Regions from separate parts of the Xenopus laevis genome. Here region 1 is linked to region 2. The links are chromatin contacts, called in public Hi-C maps. All regions are on one chromosome and are shown on one strand. The core of a region is the stretch at or near the end of the contact, and the rest is flanking DNA. Distances in the headings are between cores, read along the strand shown.

Region 1 (2,700 bases), core at 21-2,520, 56 kb before region 2:
GTTTTGCCTCCAATAAGGATTAATTATATCTTACTGTAGTTGGGATCATATACAAGGTACTATTTTATTATTACAGTAATTATGAGATCGTTTAAGAGGCTTTGGACACGTACCAGAGGTACATTTGAACAACCACTGTGGCAAATTTTGTTCAACCCCAGCTGCAGAGCCCTATTTTGTTTTCCGTTACCATTCCTTAAATTGTTTGTATTTTCTCCTCCTCTGTCTTTAAGCTTTCCACAATCTGGAGGCCTCAGGGGTACTACTTGACATATGGTACGTTACATCTAGTTCTGTGTTTTGCTTGTCAAGTCTCTCCCATTGTGCGGTCGTCCAATTTTTCAGCAAACTTACAAGATTTGCACATCGCATATGCAGGACTATATTTAGGTCCGATGCTGCCCTAGGCACCGGACCTAAACATGCCCCCTACGTGACGTGCGTGATGTCAGCGCGTTATGTGAGTGACATCACACACACGGACGTTGCAGAAGTGACATGTGTATATGATGTCACTTCCGCCAACCACCCCTTCCCCATACCCCTTACGCCCCCAGCAATTTCACCGCATTTCCTATGGAAATCCATGGAAGAGGCTGGGCGATTTTTTTTTTTAATTTAAAAAATTAATTTATAGGCACCCAAGGGCTGCCCCCCAAAACCTTAATATAAATACGCCCCTGCACATATGACAGAGAGTGTCAGGTGATTCCTTGAATAATATAAAGGTCTGAATGAAGTAGCCAGTGTCAGTGTCAGCTGGAAACAAGGCAGCAAAAAAGGCAAATAATTAAAATACTGGAAAAAATAAACTTTACGATTGAAAAGTTGCTAAGATTAGGACATTCTATAGCATACTTAAAGCTAACCTAAACGTGAACTACCCCTTTAAGTTCTAATGTCTTATGTCTGTGAGGTGCTCTTTAGTTTTGAGGCCAAACTGCCATACAATGTACAAAAGGCTTTTAAGAACTGATACAAAATTTTCGAAAATGAACATTAAGCAGTCTGGTTATAGTATAAAGATATATTTAACTACCTTTCGACCACGTCTTCATATCACACTGTGCTATATTTGGTGGGCTAATGCCAGGGTTGTATTTAGGTCTGGCGCTGCTGTAGGCACCAGACCTCCACCCGACCCCTTCTTTTAATGATTGACGCATGCACAGACGGTGCTGTTGTCCTATCCATGCCCCAATTGCAGCTGAGACCGGTATCCCCTCAGCCCGCCACTGGAGTTAGCTGCACATATCATGGTATGGGCAGGAGGGACCACCAGCTGCTGCCCTAACCAAGGGCTCTAGTAGGGTTACCACCTTTTATAGAAAAAAATACCAGCCTTTCACCTTCTTCCTTTTGACATAAAGCATCAAGGGAATCCTATCCCAGCACTCCATTAATAAATACAAAAACTAAAATCAAAATGTAAATGTATTGTGTGTACACAACTTGTTTATAGTCATCTTTAACAAAAAATTGTACATTATATCAGCATACAATTATGCCTACTAAAAGTCCGGAATACTGCATCAGTTTATCAATTCATAAAAAGTTATGAGATTCATCAATTTCAAAGCAAAATTCCTATAAAATTATTTATATTTAATCCACAAGCCAAATAACGTCTCCCCCAACATTAGTATTAGTAATAAACAGGTGTCTGTCTTTCTAGAATAAATTGAGAACAGTAATGATTTAATATCATTTTAAATGACAACCATTTCTGTTCTGTGTTTTTAGCTGACCAATCAATAGGGCATTAAGTAGCTCTGTAGGGCAGCCCTCAAGGCACTAAAATTAGCTTTTCCAAAATTCATGGTTTTTGTTGCCCCAGTATATATTTGTTTTTTTGCACCAGACATTAAATGATATAACATTATGTTCATTATTACCCAGGGGTTCAATGACTTGCACATTTGCTATAAGTTCTGGGTCATTTGAGATCACTAAATCAAGAATAGCATTTTTTCTGGTAGGCTCCTCAACAACCTATGCAATAAAATTGTCATGCAACAAGTTTATAAACTTGTTCCCATTAACTGATCTGGCAGTACTGTTGCTCCATTCAAAATCTGAGTAATTAAAATTCCCCATAATCATTACGTTACCCAAACTAGCAGCCTTTTCTATTTACATCAGGAGCATCGCCTCCTCCTCCTCACTTACATTAGGGGGTCTATAGCATACGCCTACAATTAATTTGCTGGACTCTTTACAATTGGTGAAGAACTCCACCCATAAGACTTCTGCCCCCTCATTTTCTAACATAACCTCCTCGTTTATATGAGCTTTCAAATCCTGCCTAACAAACAGACATACCCCTCCTCCTTTTCTATTGCCTCTGTCCCTCTGAAACAAAGAATAGCCACTGATATTAACTGCCCAGTCATGTGACTCATTCAGCCATGTTTCGGCCACACCAATCACATCATATTTTCCCTCCAGCACCTCCAGCTCTCCCATTTTACCAGTCAGACTCCTTGCATTTGCAAACATACATTTAATACTGGTACCATATTGAACATATGACATGTGGTCCTCCCTATCCTTAACAGTACCCACAGCCAAATTTCCTCCCCCACTATCTCATCTAACCTGTTTTCCACTGAATCTTTTACTGAACCCTCCCCCCCATGCCTAGTTTAAAATCTCCTCCAACCCTCTAGCCATCTTCTCTCCCAAAACAACTGCACCATT
Region 2 (2,700 bases), core at 108-2,607:
TCACAGACAGTCCTGCTGGGGCCGGGTCACAGGGGGTCGCACTGCTGGGCTGGAAGTCAAAGCTGGGACAAGACAGAGCTCCCTCTGTCTCTGCAGGGCTCGCAGGGTGCTGGGTGTAAAGGGGAACATTTCTCCAGCCATTTTATGAGGGATTTTGATGTTTTCACCCCGTCGGATCAGCAGTGGCATCACTATGCGTCTGTGCTAGAGAACTGTGTCCTATTTATAACCTGGCCCACACTGATCCTTCTCAGGGTAAGCATATTTTTGCAGTGTCATGTTCCTGCTGATGGAATTATGGGGAGGCTCTTTTAAATAGTTTTAGATAGATTTCTATGCCATAAAACATGATTACACATTTACACATTCACATTTTGAAATCTGACATGGGGCCCCTAGGCTTATACACGAGTCAATACATTTTTCCAGTTTTCTTAGGTAAATTAGGTACCTCGGCTTATACACGGGTCGGCTTATACACGAGTATATACGGTACTCCAGGTGCTTTGAGAAGTCCCTATGCCTTATTGAAAGACTGTTGCATATTTATTAGGCTAAATGGCCACAATTTAAAAACTTTTGCTAAATTGCTCTGCCATGTGAAATTATTGTTGCACTTTATGGCAATGTATATGCTTATTGATCTTATTCCTCCTTGGGTGGGTGAGGGGTCTCGATAGAGCAATGCAGGGTGAAGAATACAATTTTCTGTGCTCAGCTTTGGCTTCCACTGCTGTGGGTACAGACCCATAGATAAGAATGAGATTAGTTAGCACATGCACTGCTGTTCTATGGGACCCACAGACTAGTTATTTTTGATATCCCCCTCCCCTCCCCCATAAAAAAGGGTGGAAATTACAATATAGTAAGAGAGAGCTCAAACATTTCCAACAGTAGCTTGTTACTATTATCACAGTCTGGTAGGTACACATGACTTAAAAGTGCACAGGTGTATAAAGTGATAAATAGCAGACATTATGTAATTCAAACCAAGAATGCCTTTCTTGTTTAATGTTCCAGGTAGCACCAAACTGGAAGAACCGGACAAATAGCACAAAGCTAAGTCAAGATTAATGGTGCAACTATGCTGATTAGTGTGTCATCAACAAAACAAAGCAAACACGTATGCCTGGTGGTAGGAAAGCTGGTTAAACAAAGGTGCTTTGAAAAAAAAGACAATTTTAAAAAAAAGCCATCCTGTAATTAATGATAAAAAGGGAAATTTGTACGGTATGCGGACTGATGCATCCCAGCGAGTGCAGAAGCAGTTACTGACTCACAGCTACTTCAGGTGAAATTGAAAACTAATGAGAAGTAATTATCGCTAAGTAATAAGGCACCGTGCAGACTCACAGGGGCCCTCTTTTTAAGGGCAACATTTGCTTACCCCTCTCATATGGTTACAGATACAATTTACAGCAACCACAACAGTTCCCCGTTACAGTTCCATGACTAATAAAGGGGCAGTATATCCTTTGATGAACACAATGAAAAAGCTTGTGAAAAAATTATTTTTGCCTATTATTTTAATAACAAAAAACTATGATTTTTGATATTCTTGAGCTGAACCGGGCAACTGGGAAATTAAAGGGATACTGTCATGGGAAAAAACATTTTTTTCAAAATGAATCAGTTAATAGTGCTGCTCCAGCAGAATTCTGCACTGAAATCCATTTCTCTAAAGAGCAAACAGATTTTTTTATATTCAATTTTGAAATCTGACATGGGGCTAGACATATTGTCAATTTCCCAGCTGCCCCTGGTCATGTGACTTGTGCTCTGATAAACTTCAATCACTCTTTACTGCTGTACTGCAAGTTGGTGTGATATCACCCCCCTCCCTTTCCCCCCAGCAGCCAAACAAAAGAACAATGGGAAGGTAACCAGATAGCAACTCCCTAACACAAGATAACAGCTGCCTGGTAGATCTAAGAACAACACTCAAAACCCATGTCCCACTGAGACACATTCAGTTACATTGAGAAGGAAAAACAGCAGCCTGCCAGAAAGCATTTCTCTCCTGAAGTGCAGGCACAAGTCACATGACCAGGGGCAGCTGGGAAATTGACAAAATGTCTAGCCCCATGTCAGATTTCAAAATTGAATATAAAAAAATCTGTTTGCTCTTTTGAGAAATGGATTTCAGTGCAGAAATCTGTTGGAGTTGTACTATTGCCTGATTCATTTTGAATTTTTTTTTTTCCCATGACAGTATCCCTTTAAGCTACTTCAGGTTTGGTCATTGTGAGGTAGATAATTAGATTACTGGAGCACAGATAAACAGAAGTTCACTAAGAAGGGTAATTTTTTGTGCTCTTAAAAGGAGGTATACTCAGGGGTGCCATTTGGTAGGGGGCAGTCATGCTGCCAGGTGAATTGTGAAGGGGGAAATTTAAAGGGGGCGGCAGCTGCGCTGAAGGGAGACAAACGGAGCAAAATCCTCTGAACATTAGCCGAATACACCAAAAGCACTCAAAGCCACCAAAGAAAACCACGGCCAAGGAGAACTTTTAAGGTAAATTCCTCTGAATACCAATAGTTTCTTTTTAATCTTTTATGGGATTCCTGACCACCAATGTTTTTTATAACTTGTCGTGGGGACCCTGGCCACTAATGGATTGTTTTAAATTGGTGGGGGGAGCCTTGGCCACCAATGGCTATTTTTTACCCAAGGATTAAAGGGGACCTGTCACCAAAAAA

What was found. Hi-C and Micro-C count contacts between places; a contact is called where the count stands out from the background.
Region 1: a contact with region 2 is called in a Hi-C map of the XL177 cell line, with 2.4 times the contacts expected there. The contact joins two enhancer-like sites. A contact is called at or near these places in 2 of 4 Hi-C or Micro-C datasets (the XL177 cell line and the XTC cell line).

What each region holds. Positions count from the first base shown.
Region 1 is chr6L:99,014,416-99,017,115 of Xenopus_laevis_v10.1, reverse strand. No RefSeq gene overlaps it. Among protein-coding and RNA genes, the nearest start is that of rnf144b.L, 40 kb to the right of the region's middle. Within about 2 kb of position 1,270, at least 1 of the 7 cell types and tissues checked has an H3K27ac peak or open chromatin away from gene starts, as enhancers often do.
Region 2 is chr6L:98,958,073-98,960,772 of Xenopus_laevis_v10.1, reverse strand. No RefSeq gene overlaps it. Among protein-coding and RNA genes, the nearest start is that of rnf144b.L, 16 kb to the left of the region's middle. Within about 2 kb of position 1,357, at least 1 of the 7 cell types and tissues checked has an H3K27ac peak or open chromatin away from gene starts, as enhancers often do.